Linked DNA regions of Zea mays: region 2 is linked to region 1. A link is a contact called in public Hi-C data. All regions are on one chromosome and are shown on one strand. The core of a region is the stretch at or near the end of the contact, and the rest is flanking DNA. Distances in the headings are between cores, read along the strand shown. Region 1 holds the start of LOC103637069 (mucin-1). Region 2 has its middle 21 kb from the start of LOC103635497.

Region 1 (7,894 bases), core at 3,976-6,475:
GAACCAGCCACTCTCGGGTTTCTCAAGGAATTGCTCTGCTATAATTCACCGGATTGTCCGGTCAGCATAGGATAGTTTCCGATGAGCCAACGGAGCAACGGTCAAATGCGCCAACGGTCGACTGCGTGAACAGTAAAAGCGCACAGTGCAGAAGTCAGAGCACCAAAGTCAGATCGCACCAGATATGTCCGGTGTGCCACCGGACTGTCTGGTGCAGCAAGAAGACAAAAGACTTCAATGGTCAACAGCTCCAAACCCTAACGGTCTGCTGACGTGGCAGGCACCGGACAGTGAACAGTACCCTGTCCGGTGTGCCATCGACAGCCAACGGCTAGGAAGTGGTTGGAGGCTATAAATACCCTCCAACCACCTCCATTCAAGTCATCCAAGCCTCCTACACTTCTCATTCAATACAAGAGCAAAGGCCAACACTCCAAAGACACAATCAAAACATTCAATCCACTCCAAGCTCCAAAATCAACTCAATTGCTTAGAGACTTGAGAGAGGATCATTTGTGTTCTTTTGTTGCTCTTGTTGCTTGGATTGCTTTCTCCTTCTCATTCTTACTCTTCTAAGTGCATTGTAAAGCTAGCAAGAGACACCAAAGTTTGTGGTGATCCTTGCGGGGTCTTAGTGACCCAAGTGATTAAGGAGAAGCCTCGACCGGTCTGTGTGACCGATTGAGAGAAGGAAAGGGTTGGAATAGACCCGGCCTTTGTAGCCTCCTCAACGCGGGGACTAGGTTCTTTGGAAACGAACCTCGGTAAACAAATCACCATGTCCACTTGTTGATCTTCACTTGATTTGTTTCCCCTCTTTCCTCTCTAAAAGCTTCCTTGCTCATATTGATTTGAGTTTGCTCCCAAAAGTTATTCACATTGATTGAGCAACTTTAAGCAAGGAGAACTATCTTCCGCACTCCGATTTAATTTTAACGCTAACCCCGGGCATAATGCATGTTTAAAGTTTGTAAATTTCAGGTTTCGCCTATTCACCCCCCCTCTAGGCGACTTTCAATGTTCTTCTCGAACCAGTATAAATCTTGCGCCCACCGTGCACACCGTCTAGAGCCCAGAACACGCACAATAAATTTACTTGTAGAAGTGAGGTTAGAAACACTGAGACTAGGTATATCAAATGGTAGGAATCCTCGTCTTTAATTCATACTTGTTGAGCAAATCTACATGGTTTAAAATGTGTAATAAAGCACGACACATAGATTAATGAAAATTTCTAGATAGATGACACTATTGCTTGTTTCTAAAGTTATATCTTTCAATTGGTGTCATTTTAAATTATATGTGCAAAAGTACGGATTATAGATGATTTGTCGCTCTTGATCTCAAAATCAAAGTGCAAGTCTCCTACAAGTATTCCAAAACTTGTATGCACACTTTTAGGGGGAGGTTACTCTATAATATAAGTCTTTGAGACTAACACTACTTTTTAAGCCTATAATTTGTGTAGTAGTCTCATTGAAGGAAAATGGTGTCCTCGGAGAAAGACAACATGCTTCCACTAGAAGAATACCATCGTCCAAACCATTTGATTGCTATAATCTTTCGATTGGTATCATTTACATGTCTTCTCTAGTATTTGAATATGCTATGTTATTTTCATCTTATGCCCCATGATGCCATATATGCATATGTTATTAATTGCTTCTTATCACTATAATATCCTCTATCATTTACCTATGCATAGTTTTAGGGGGAGGTAGTCTATCTCAATCATGTCTTGTTTCCTCTTGTATTCATGTGCTTTTTCTTAAAAAAGAGGGTTTTCCGATAGGGGGAGTATGTCCTTTTCTGTAAAAGGAGAGAATACTTTTCCACATGGGGAGAACTTTCTTTTAGGGGGAGTAATTCTTTTTAGAGGGCAAGTCTTTAAATTACATCATGGATGCTTTATATGTCTTACTTTTCGATGTTTGATTCAAAGGGGGATTTTATGGTCCAAAGCAAACCAAAGTTATCAAATACCAAAACCCACCAATTTTAACTTTTTGATCCTTTCAATTGGTTATCTTGTTGGTTTCAGTCCTAGATAGGAGGTGTGTGAATTATGGAGTTAGGGGGTCGCTTAAGTCCATAATCTCACATGGCGATTAGCTACATATGCATGAACATGCTTAATTTCAAATTGACCTCATAGCTTTCAATTTGGCATCTCTTTCATCTTGCCTATGCACAAGCATCCATAGCAAGAAGAGTGCATATTTCAATTCAGTATTTGATATTTGCTTGTTTTGGTTGTGTTGCCATCAATCACCAAAAAGGCGAGAGATAGTAAGGAAAATGGACTTCGACCCATTTGATTAGGAATTTTGGTGTTTGATGATCATCATAACCTTGTGGACTAATGTTCCCCAAATGTTTTTGTTTTGAAGTTCACAGGATGCGGAGTGGATTGGACTAAGACTCTAAGGATGCAACACCTCAAAAGAAGACCCAAAATATTGAAGGAAGATCAACAAATACTCAGCAAAAGTCCAAGACGCAAGACCAAAAAAAGCCCAAGCGAAAGAATGAAGAAATCCAAAGATGGGTTGTGAGCCTGTGTACTGGTGCTGCACTGTGTAGTGCCCAAAATTTAGGAGGAATAAAAAATAATAAAGTCATGGAATTTATGAGGGTCTATGTGATTACTTTTTCTCTTTTTGCATATTTAAATATTAGGCTTGATTTAAACAACTGATAATTATATAAATAAAATAAATGTGCATCGCATGCTTGGTTCTTGTATTGTTGCATTTGTATTTAAATTGGTAATACAAGTTTGAGTTTGAAATTTTGAAATAGGAATAAAACACAAAAAGTAAGAAAAAGAAATAAGAAAACAAAAAGAAAAAAAGAAAGCCTTACCTCTACTTGGGCCTAAAACCCGTTGATCGACCCACCTCCCGCGCTAGCTCACTCAACGAGAGGGCACTGACACGCGGGCCCAGGAAACTCTCCGTGTGATCTCGTCCGCACACGGACTCACGCTGGCCGTCTGGCAACCAGGCCCGCTCGACTAGGGCTCCCTTGCCACACGCACATAGATCCCCGACGCCGCCAAGCAGGACACTCCTGTCGACCCCTTCGCTCACCTTACTGAACCTGAACAGAAATCATACACCTGGGATGCTGCAACGGCCGCCGGGAAACTCAGGGTCAAAACCGGTTGTGCGCCCCGGTCTCCAGGCTATAAAAATAGGGTCCCACGACCCTCCTACATCCCATCGGCATCACAAATAAATCACGCCTAGGAGCACCATCATGGCGAGGAGGAGGATAATAGGGAAAGCCGTCGCACCTGGAAATCCTTTGCATTAGCTTTCAGCCTCGGGGAATTGGTCCTGGTGATTCATCAGGTCACGCTCAAGCAATTGACCCCTTGCTGTGCATGTCTGGTGGACGAAGATACCGTGATTCGTCGTTGGAGTGCCGTCACCACCGCAGAGCCGCGTCTCATCGTGGGTAGAGAACATCACGCCTCGGTTCCTGGTGAGATTTCTCATACGAGTTCGCTTACTTCCCCTCTATGTGTAGCGTCGTTGGGATCGAAGTTTAGAGCTCTAGTGTGTAGGTTGGGATTTCCGGTGATGGCGCCGCCGTGGGCTGAGAACACCGCCGCCTGTGCACAGCATCGGTAAGGAGGAGGAGATGTGGGGATCGTCAATCTCGAGTTCGACGGTCATGATTAGAGCACTGTTACCTGTTTGGCTCGATAAATCCTGAGCGTTGATCTGTGAATGGGCGGATGAGAGGGTGTAATAAAATTGGGGCCATTGATCTATGATCCTATGGTCGCAGTCACATAGCGGTTCAAGATTAAATCTGGGCCATGGATCTCAGATCCAGTGACCTCCTTCACGTACATGTTCGGGTAAAATATAGGGATCCTCGAATCTTGATTTGACAGCCATAAAAGCGCGCATGTATATACTGTCGTGTTATATTCGCTAATGAGTCCCTCGGTTTTCGTAGAAACAACACGCAGGCCTTCTACCTCTAAGAACCATAACAAACTGGTCCTAGATCTGGTTAACAGAACCCTGAGCTCTCGGGTATTAGAAACCGCAGCCCTGATCTCATTTAAACAAACATGGGAATTGAATTTTAGGTATATTAATTATAATAAAACAACCTAAAACTTGTTTATTGCATAACTTCTCTGTTTTAACCTCAATTTCCACCGTTCTAGTCGTGTTAGCTTCGTATTAAAGTTGTCTACACATTAACAAAATTTGTTTAGTGTGTTCAAAGATAACTAAATATTTGGTTAACCCAATGTTTATTGGACTTACTTTTCTAGTCACAGTCAATATGATTAACTTGATCCATCTATAATTTGACTAAAATATGATCTTTAATCATGTTATAATTAAAGTTGAATTAGTTATTTTTTTAGATTGTATGGCTCATATGGTTTATATTAATAGAATATATCTTTATCATTTAATCACCTAAGAACTACGGAAAAACATATCTTTTTAACCGTAACTCCGATTTTAGTGGTTCTCGAATCTACGATCTCGTTGCAACGCGTAGAACATTATTATGCAGTGTGTTCTCATATTTGGTGTGATGTTAATTTCTCCTATGCAATGTTTTTTACTATTTTGAGTAGACGAGCAAGTGACCGAGGAGCCCAGAGCACATCAGGTTGAAGATTCTGAGCAGAAGCTCGCAGAAGGCAAGTTGTGCCCTTGACCACTCTTCTTTACCTAACAATGTTCTCTATAATTATTGTGACATGCTCAGGTTAATTTGATGGGACCTAATAGGTTGCCCTAGTTTTGTTTACCTCACACCTTGCTTGTAAATGAATTATTTGGTAGTTTAGCTATGTTGTACCTGGTTTTGGGAAGTAATGCTAAATGAAACATGATCATACTTTATCATTATTGCTGGATTATTTACTATTCATGATAAGATTATTGTGTTAACTAGAACATGGAGAACCAATTGGGAAAACAGTGCTACCACAAGGGTGGAATAGGACATCCTAGGCCAAGTAATTAGAAAATCTAGGGAGAGACTACCTTACCCAAAAGGGACAAGCGAGGAGCGGGTCAGTATAGAGTATAGGGAGGACCTCGGGTTGGACTGTTTGTAAAGCTTTTCAAACGAGGAACTCCTATGCTTCCTTCTTCTTAAATCCGTAGCGGGTTTTCTCGAACTAGTGTAACTTTGGAAAGGCCTCGTAGTGCTACTCTGCCTCGTCTCCTCGGTAGAGATGAATGGGAATTGTAGGCCCCTTGGAAAATGGGTAGCACATCTTGTGGGTAAAGATGTGAACCTCTACAGAGTACAAAACTAGAATATCAGTCGTGCTCACGGTCAAGAACATCTTGGACACTCACATGTGTAACTTATGGAATTAAATTTAATTTGTCATATGCATTGCATTGTGGGATTTATTATAATTGTGATCTCTTATTTTATTGGATGGTATACACCTATACTTAGTAACTGTTAATAAAATTTTGACCAACATATTAAATGCAATGCTCAGCTTCATTACAACTATTAAGAGCCATTTGTAGACTGCCCCCGCTCCCGTCCAGCAACGGCCTCCCGCACCGCACGGCAGCACGCCGCAAACCCCTGCGCAATAGCTGTCGTCCAGCCCCCGCCCCTGCTCCCCCACGCTGCGCGCGTCCGTGATACCGGGGATCTGCAACCCCCCATCCCCTAGCCCCCTCCCCGTCCCTGCTCCCCCCACGCTGCGCGCGTTCGTGATGCCAGGGATCCATCTCCTCTCCCCCATCTCTCCTGTACGCACTCTCTCTCTCCTCCCCAAGCTGCTGACTGGCTCGCGAAGTCGCCAAGGGATCAATCGAGATCTAATCTCGTTTCTGAGATGGGTGCATCTACCGCCATGGGAGCGCTCGAGCAGGCCCACCTCGCGGCCGTCGCTTCCGCATGCGATGATGATGAGCAAAACGACGCCGCAGGCCTTGCACGACGGCGACGAACCCGTCGACACCGCGTCGCCGGCGACGAGCCCCGACGGGGATGCCACGAAGCAGCAGGACTGCGCGTCCTCCGCCACGCCGCATTCTCCTCCGCCGGCAGCGGCGACGGCGGGCTGCTGGAGCACCTTGTCGAGCGTGGCGCGGAGGCCAGCGGCGACGGCCTCGTGGCTCCTGGCGACGCCCAGCCACGCCTGGCCCTCCCCGGCCAGCTGCCGGAGCCGCTCCTCCAGATCCGCGCCGCGGCGGCGGGCGCGCTCCAGCTCTGCCTCCGCGGCGCGGAGCCGAGCCTCCGTCGCGCGGCCCACGGCTGGCTCACGGTCCAGCATCATGGCAACGTAGAGCGGCAGCACAGCCGTGAGCACTGGTCGGGCGTGAAGATGCGCTACCACCGGATCCTCCCAAGAGTTTGTTTCTCTGCAGAGAACCCATGGTCATGCGACGAGCCACGGCTCATCGACGAAAGCCGCTTCACTGCAAGTCTGCAACATGCTCACCATCCAGCATTGTCGTCATCTTGTACACAATCCTAGCTCCTCTCCTCCTTCAGACTGTCTAGGCGCTGGAACGCAGTGAGTCTCCAACTGTGTGCCTCGCTGGCCTTCTTTAGTAATCGGGCCTTCAAGATTGCCATGCAACAAACGCAATGGAGCAGACAAGCAAGCCAAGGACAATTAGCAACTTGAAGGTATTGGACATGCCATCGTAGGTGTGTGCATCATGGCCCAGTCGCTAGCACGAGCCCAGACAGGTTATTGTAGGAGAAGTCTATGGCCGTAAGGCTCTGCATTGCAGCAATGGTTGCCGATATTTCTCCACCAAGGTGGTTCCGGGACAGGTTCAGGTAGTTGAGTATTCGGCTATTAATGGTTATTTCGACTGAGATCCAGGTAGGTGAGCAAGCGGTACTTCCCATCTCCGGCGACGCACCAGTGCCGGAAATCGGCAAGAAGCTACCGGACAGGGAGCCGGTCGTCGGCGATCCAGCGCATCGGATCGGGCGGCAGAGAAGGACTCGGGTCGTTTTGAAAAACGGGGTAGGCGATCATAGGGCCACCTCCTTCGTTACTGAGCTCCGGTTATGGCTGATGATGCTCGACAGTGGTTAAATCTGGCGAGAAGCACAAAATACCAAAGTTGTGGGTGTTATAATACTAGAAATGCAATTGCTTGGTTCGGGATAATAATTTTACGAAGCCTAGACATGGGATACCTCCGTTCCAAAAAAACTCTCAGAGACACCGTGTCCGTCGACGAACAAAGGATTTACTGTGACGCAACGCACGCACCTCGACCCGCACCAGCGCGTCGACCTCCACGCCCTGGTGGTACAGCTACGACAGGACGCCACTGGCCATCGGGCGGCTGGTGTTGGGGCTTGACGAGGACGACCGCCATGAGGGCCTGTGCTGGACACCCAAGCATGTCTCCAAGGCCTTCCGCGATGGCACCCGAGGTACAGCGGTCCCACTGCTTCCAACTCTCCAATTTCCCTCTCCCCTGACATCGTGGATCCGTCTGTAACTGTCGTCCCCGTGCTTTGTCTCTCTGTGGAAAATGGTGTCTTCCTTCTTACTATCTCGTTCTACACCCTCCACATGCTTGCACGGTGTTTGGGTTGATGTTCATGTCAGTGTTAATATTCTAAGCAATCACGCCTATCTTATAAGATTAGTGACCACAAATATATTCACTTTAAGTTCTTGTTGGTACAGTCTTGCATGTGGTTCCAAAGTGTAGTTTATTACCCATGTTTCTTCCTGTGAAAATAAGGCTATATAATTTGGTCAGCAAAAAAACAAGGTTAAATATGTTGTTTGCTGGTATTTTTCATGTAACCTATATGTTTACATGTTATTTGCAAATACCCCAGCAGAAAGTTATATGCACACTGACTAACTGTGTTGAATGCATAAAGCAGGCGCACAATC
Region 2 (7,894 bases), core at 1,608-4,107, 390 kb before region 1:
GGTAAGCCTTACACTTCACATGAGATCCCACCTTTGGTGAGTTCATGCACAATATTCCCCACAACTTGTTGAGCGATGAACGTATGTGAGCTCACCCTTGCTGTACTCACATCCCCCAGGTCAAGAATATGTACCGCAGAATGAGGCGCATGAAGGATGGTGCGATGTATTCGTGAGAAGTCTAGGCCGTCGTCTCCCAGTCAACTTTGGGTTGCTGGATCATTGTCTTCATATGATGTAATTATTTTACTATTTTGTACAGAAATCCGTTATATATTAATGTTGTGATATTCGTTTCTGTACCATGAGTCATCATATGTGTAAGACTTGTTCCTAACACACATGGTGATTATTTTCGCGCCCGTGTCCCTAAAACCTGGGTGTGACTGAAGTGGTATCAGAGGAATGTTGACTGTAGGACATAATCTAGATAGAACTGGATAATCCTTACCTACTTACCTTTGCTACTCTGATTCTTTCTAAACTTTTCTTAAACTTTTCTCATCTACTGCTGCTTTACTCTGATTACTCTTACCTTTTCTCGTCTAAGGACAAAAGTGCATTTCACACTTTGAAATTCTGTACCTAAAGTGACCTTTAGGAATAGGAGACCTAATCTTAGGAACCAAATCAAAACTATTTTTGCAAATATTTATATGCTTGAGTGTTTGTTCTTATGACAACTCCTTGATTCGATTCTTTGATTGAGTGTGAGGTGTTGTGGAGTAATGACCACAATTGCATCTGCATATACATATAAGCACAAAAAGTGTTCATAAGATAATTAGACAACCTATATTATTACTCATTAAAATATATCTAGCTTCATAGATCCATTCTTATCTTGAAAGATTCTATCTTATCTTATCCTAACCACTTTGCTTATTCTCTCCTAGAGCAACAACCATGATCTAGTCCAAAATAAATTAATTATATCTTATCTTGTGAAATCTAGTCATGCCAAACTAATCTAGATCCCATCTAATCTAAATACGACCTAATCGAAGGTTAGTCACTTAACAAGTTAATAGTGGTGAAATAAATTAGATCCTACTCCTATAAACCCATTTTAAACTAAATTGGTGCCTTAGACAAACTTGGCCATGAACAAACAAACTAACCAACATGTTTATGATGACCATCCATTCCAACCTAACATCAAACGAGAGCTCGACCTACTTAATGTAGTATATCCTACTCACAACTATCCTAACCATATGTCCTTAGCTCAGATGGAGACACCAAGACCGGAGAAGATATAGTCGACCTCGTCAAGAGAGAATGAGCACCAACTCAAGTCTTCAAAAGCCAAGCTAGAACATCAGATGAGTCAAGATCCACCATCCGGGATAAAATTTTTTCTACCCTAAATCCTTCTTACCTCATTCTAGACTTGCTCTAACCATATCTTACCTAATAAGCAGCTAGGCATGGAAGATACCCATTGAAGAGCCTAAACAAAAAATGTACTGGAACAAAAAAACCAAACTAAATGTATCCCTTTTAGTAATCTCGAGGACGAGATTATTTTTAAGGGGATAGAATTTGTAACACGATAAAATCTTGATTTTAAAGATTAGTTAGAATTCTTCCAATTTGTTGATAACCATGTTTTCTAATGATAGATTAGAAGCCAAATTCCCATATAAGAGCTATCCTTGCTTCCTCTAAAATATTTAACTTCAAAAAAATTATATCAACATGACTAATGGGAATTTATAAGGCATTAGATTTGATTAAAATTTAGGAATGAGGGCACTAATAATTTGACCAAACATCAGGTTTTATTTTTTACAATGAAGTATAAACTCTAGAAAAAGGGTTTTCAAATTTTGATTTAAAAATGTGATTTATTTTCTTTTGTGCGCATTGCATACTTAACATAATTGTCTAAATAAAGGAATAAAATAATACATACCTTGCATTCATGCTGAGTTTTTTTGGTTTGTATATTTAATTTAAGTTTGAAATTTTGAAAGTATATTCAAATTTCTAAATAGGAAGGAATCATGGAATAGAAAATAGAAAACATAAAAGAAAATGGGGGAAACCTCACCGCCTTGGGCCACCACACAGTCGGCCCACTTCCCATCTCTTCCGCACCGGCCCATCTTTCCCTTTTATGATACGCCAGGCCAATTTGGGTCACCTGTGTGCTGACCTGCGGGCCCCTTTGGCCAACCCTTTCCTCCCCCACGTCCGCCGACGCTGGAAATAAGTCACTTCCAGGTGGGTCCCATTGCCAGGGTCACCCTCAACCTCACGATGGATACAAATGCTAGCACCGAAACAAAGCCAGGGACCAAATCCGCCGCCGAGATCGTCTCCTAGTAGTTGTAACGAATTTTGTTGGAGCTCTCAGTGTTGAGAATATATATACGAGCCTCCTATGCCTCCTTATGTTAAAAAGAGCTAAACGATGCGCCCCAACCTTGCACCATTGCCGTCCGTGTAGGTAGGGTGAGAGAGAAATTCATCGTTGTGAACCGGCTGCGCCACAGAACCATGATTGGTGAGTCCTCTCCCCATAGTTCCTCCATACTCTCTGAAGCGCATTGCCACCAGTAGAACTTGGGTTCGGTCCCAGGGAATGGGGGACTTCCATCGGTGTTGTGCCGCCGCGGACCCGCCATGTTGCGTGGTCGGACTAGACACTGCCTCGATTGCTAGTAAGAAACGTTCCCTGATGTTTGCCTTCATGCTCGCTCTGTTTTCACCGAGTGGTTGGGGGAGTGGTCAGGAGGGTAGCAAGATTGGCCTGCGCCGGTGTGATGCTCGGCGCCGTGGGGATCGGGGCGCCGCAACCTGGGCGCTAGCTGGGGGAAGAAAGCACTCGGGACCGTCGATCGTGGAAGGAACGAACGTGATTAGATCTGGTAGATATCGGCTGGCCCCTTTGATCCATGACGTTGCTCCATGATCCTAGGGTTGGGGCCAACACGTGTCGTGGGTGAATTTCGGACCACTGATCCACGATCCTACGATCACAATTGCTTGCCATTTCGTTTTAAATAACGATCTAACAAGAGCCCTTGATTTTGAATCTAACAGCCGAAATCGTCAGATACCCCTTCGACCCAGCGCAATTGCAAACGAGCCCCTCGGCTTATTCATAACCGTAGCTTCGAATTTAGTGGTTCTCGAACCCACGATCTCGTAGCGACACATAGAATATTATTATGTAGTTTGTGCTTATGTTTTGTGTGATGTTAATTTTGCCTATACCCTGTCTGTTTGTATTGCTACGAATAGCAGTGAGGTCATGAGAATCTGAAGACCATCCTTGTGCATGGAATCTCGAGTCTCAGGCAAGTTGTGCCCTTGATCACTCCTTTTTACCTAATAATGTTCGCTGTTAATCACTGTGATATGCTCATGTTAATTTGATGGGACTTAATAGGTTTCCCTAGCATTGTTTCCCCCACCTTGCAAACAGATGAATTATTGGGTAGATTTGCTATTGCTCTACCTGGTTTTGGGAAATTAATGTTTCATTATGATCATGTTCCAGTTATGTTGTAGTTTAATCATTGTTCATGATAAGATCATATTGTTAATTGGAACATGGAGCGACCACCTAGGAAAACAGTGCTACCACAGGGGTGGTATGGGACGCCCTTGCCTGACTAATTAGAAAAGCTAGTGGAGGACTACCTTACCTAAAAGGGGCAAGGAAAATAGGGGAGTGGTCGGTATAGGGAGGTTCTAAGGCTGATTTTGGTGCGATGGCTATCCAGACTGGGGATTCCTAAACTACGCTTCCTAGAAACTGTAGCGGGTTTTCTGAAGCCAGTGGAACTTTGTAAAGGCCTCGTAGTGGTACCCTGCTTCGCTTCCTTGGTAGAGGTGTATGGGGTCTACTCAAACCCTTGGCAATTGGGTAGCACGACTTGTGGGTAAAGATGCGCAACCTCTGCAGAGTGTAAAAATGGTATATCAGCCATGCTCACGGTCATGAGCGGCTTGGACCCTCACATGAGTAATTTATGGAACTAAACTTAACTTGTCATATGCATTGCATTGTGGGTGTTGTTATCAATTTTGATAACATATTTAATTGGGCTGATATCTACTTACAGTTAGTAACTGCTAATAAAATTTTAACCAACTTTAAAAGCTATGCTCAACTTTAACCATCTTCTTTGGTAAGCCTTACACTTCACATGAGCTCCCACCTTTGCTGAGTTCATGCACATTATTCCCCACAACTTGTTGAGCGATGAACATATGTGAGCTCACCCTTGCTCTACTCATATTCCCTTAGGTCAAGAACAGGTACCGCAGGATGAGGCGCATGAAGGATGGAGCGATGTGTTCGTGAGAAGTCTTGGACGTCGTCTCCTAGTCAACATTGGGTTGCTGGATCGTTGTCTTCATATGATGTAATTATTTAACTATTTTGTATAGAAATTCGTTATATATTAATGTTGTGACATTCGTTTCTGTACCATGAGTCATCATATGTGTAAGACTTGTTCCTCGCACACTTGGTGATTATTTTCGCGCCCGTGTCCCTAAAACCTTGGTGTGGCAAGCGGTTTGCGAACTTAAACTTCTTAGCTTCGTCCCAGGTGTTAGCTTTGATTTGGTGACGAAGGTGAAGACTATAAAACTTGCTTTTTATGATGAAGTCAATAACTTGTAGACCTTGAACGATGAAGGCTCTCCCCCAACTATATCCCCTCGCGAAATAACACTGTTTTCATAACGAGCTCAAATCGTGAAACATATCAGGGAGGCCTTGCGCCGAAGGTCCAAAAAACACCTTCTCGGGCTCGTTAATGAAAGTGACAAAAACAAGTAATTCAGCATAAATAGAAGTATGTCCACGTCCACTGGACAACGAGAAGGTGAAGACACAGCTTCTCACGCGCGCGCAATCTTTTTGCGCCTCGCGCTGGTTTCTTAGTATAAAAACGGGAGAGCGTGTTGAGGTAGGGCTACATTTACTGTGCTCCACCTACCTGCTACATATTTTTTCTTTGAGTCTAAATCTTTCCGCTGAATACCACTTTTAGAATGAGCTTCAGATAAAACTCTTCAGGTAGAACTTCGTGCTGAGATGGCCAGAATTTATACAACCACTAGGTTAGCCACCCCCACTTCGTCAGAGGCCTTCAGAGGGAGGAAAATGTGCCCTAGAAATTCCGCCAAAAAATCCTGACCATGTCTTCCTTGTCATGGATTTGGGTTGGTGGGAGGTGCTCAAGCCATGCTCGAGAAGAGTCGAACAGAAAGAGCAACATGTTGTGAATGATGAGGTTGTCATCACTCATCCCTCCGAGCCGACAGGCCAGACGGTAGTCAGCGAGCCATAGCTCTTGCTTGGTGTCCCCTGAGTACTTGGTGATAGTAGTCGAGGCTCAGAATCAGGCTGGGAATGGTGCCCTGCAGATGGCTCGGCTGAAGACCTATGGACCTGGTGGCTTGGGCGAGGGGCTTCAATCTTCCCCAGTGTCGTAGTGACCACCCCACCGAGGGTGGTAGCCATGTGTGGCATATCGTCGGTCATCATGGTGTAGCCATCCATCGAGGCGGTCGTGAACACCATGGTTCTGGCGATTGTCGAGGAGGCGGTCCCGGACCATGGGGGCTTTTTCCTTTGAGGGCTTGGGATGGACCGAGGCCTCTCTCTCTTGGTGAGAGGGCCCCGCTCGTTGTTCCGAGGCGGGCTCCCAAAGCCGAGAGGCGGAGCTCTCGACCTATTGGACTGCAGCGCACTCCAGAAGTCTCCTGATCTCACCGTGGATTCGACGATCCTCGGTGGTCGATGGTTCTTGAATGGTTCGGAGCAAGATTGCTGCTGCTGCAAGGTTCTTGCTTGTCACACCCGGTTTTAAGGGACAAAGCCGGGTGCATCTCATACATGCGCTAAAGAAGACAACATATATAATAACAAAGTGTATAGAGATAAATGTCACAATAATCAGTGTATTTTTTTACATAGCGGAAGTCTTACAAAATAAAAGATAAATATAGATCGAACTAAAGTCCATCCTTGGTGCCATAAAGTCAACTGGGAGACGCCACCTAGATCGAATCGAACTCCTCGTTGTGTGGCTCCTCTTGAACCACCTATTCTTCTCCTGTGGGGGGGTGTGAGACAGCAAGGGTGAGCTCACACATGTTCATCGCTCAACAAGTTCTGGGGAATAATGTGCATGAACTCACCAAAGGTGGGAGTTCATGTGATGTGTAAAGCTGATCAACAATAGGGGTTAAATCTAAGCATTGCTTTTAATAAGTTGGTTAAATTTTATTAGCAGTTACTAAGTGTAAGTAAATACCAAACCATAATAAATAATATAACAAAATTAATAAATAATCCCATGCAAATGCAACTGACAAATTGAATTTAAGTTACATAAATTAATCATGTGAGTGTCCGAGCCGCTCATGACCGTGAGCACGGCTAGTATACCAGTTTTACACTCTGCAGAGGTTGCACATCTTTACCCACAAGTCATGTTACCCATCTGCCAAGGGATCATGAATCCCATACACCTATACTAAGGAAGCGAGGCAGGGTAACACTATGAGGCCTTTACAAAGTTCCATTAGCTTCAGAAAACCCGCAACAGTTTCTAGGAAGCTCCAATGCAGGGATCCCTCGCCTGACCGCCATCACAGCAAAATCAACCCAAGGACCTCCCTACACTGACCACTCCCCTACTGCCATTGCCCCTTTCGGGTAAGGTAGTCATCCACTAGCTTTCCTAATTAGTCAGCCAAGGGCATCCCATACTACCCTTGTGGTAGCACTATTTTCCCGGGTGGTTCTCCATGTTCCCATTAACATAATGATCTTATCATGAACATAAATAACATAATAGAATAATAGGAACATGTATATAATGAAATATTAACCCAAAAAATGTGTAAAGCAATAGCATAACTACCCAATGATTCAGGGGTAAACAAGGTAAAAAGATAAACAGTCTAGGGTGACCTATTGGGTCCCATCAAAATTAAACCTAAGCATGAATAGTGATAATAAAAAATATTATTGGGTAACAAAAGTGGATCAAGGGCACAACCTGCCTGACACTTGAGATTCCAGTTACCAGGGTGATTCTTCGGATCCTCGTGACCGCACTGCTAGTCGTAGCAATACAAACAGACACGGTATAGACAAAATTAACATCACACCAAACATAAGAACATACTGCATAATAATGATCTACACGTTGCTACGAGATCGTGGGAACGAGAACCACTAAAATCGGAGTTATGGTTAAGGAGTTATGATTTTATAGAGGATTTATGTGATTAAAATATTAAACTATATTATAAATTGGTTAATATAAATCATATGAGAGGTTATTCTATAAATAATTATCTCAAATTTAATCTAAGTTATGAATTGACCATAGATCATCTTCTAGTAGATTATAATGATAAGTAGATTAACAAGACTAACCCCTGTTGGGGGCCTTCGGCTTCCGAAGGTCCTCAAAAACATGATTTAACAGTGTTTCTAGAGTATAATGTGTGAACAGGTATCTTCGGACTCGTATCAGAGAGGGAGAAGCTCAAAAGATACGAAGGTTGACACAGCGCCGAAGCTGTGAAGCAGGAAAGCTTCGGCATGTTCGCAGAAAAGGGAACCGACTTGAAGATGAAAAGGCCATTTAGACCTTTATAGATTACTATAGAATTACCACCAAATGTAAAGGGCATGTATGTAATTTTGTATGGGTTGTACCCTGTGCCTATAAATAGGTGAACAGAACCCCCGTACTGTTCACGCTGATTTGGTGTTCACTTTTGCGTCACGCTTGTACTTTCATTTCCTTCAAATTGGAGGTACATCTGTAATTCAATGTTATTTTTATTTATATATAATAATAATGATATATGATGATCTACGTAATTCTTTATGTTTCTTGTAATT

The links. Hi-C and Micro-C count contacts between places; a contact is called where the count stands out from the background.
Region 2: a contact with region 1 is called in a Hi-C map of endosperm, with 2.9 times the contacts expected there. The contact joins the enhancer-like site here to the promoter of LOC103637069 in region 1. A contact is called at or near these places in 2 of 25 Hi-C or Micro-C datasets (endosperm and tassel).

What each region holds. Positions count from the first base shown.
Region 1 is chr8:85,641,604-85,649,497 of Zm-B73-REFERENCE-NAM-5.0, reverse strand. It overlaps LOC103637069 (mucin-1), which reads left to right and starts at 5,225. Exons shown (of 2, transcript XM_020543034.1): 1 at 5,225-5,296; 2 at 5,607-7,677. The coding sequence starts at 5,225. The coding sequence ends at 6,305.
Region 2 is chr8:86,030,559-86,038,452 of Zm-B73-REFERENCE-NAM-5.0, reverse strand. No RefSeq gene overlaps it. Among protein-coding and RNA genes, the nearest start is that of LOC103635497, 21 kb to the left of the region's middle. Within about 2 kb of position 2,857, at least 19 of the 20 cell types and tissues checked have an H3K27ac peak or open chromatin away from gene starts, as enhancers often do. A contact at or near this core is called in endosperm and tassel, where this site is marked.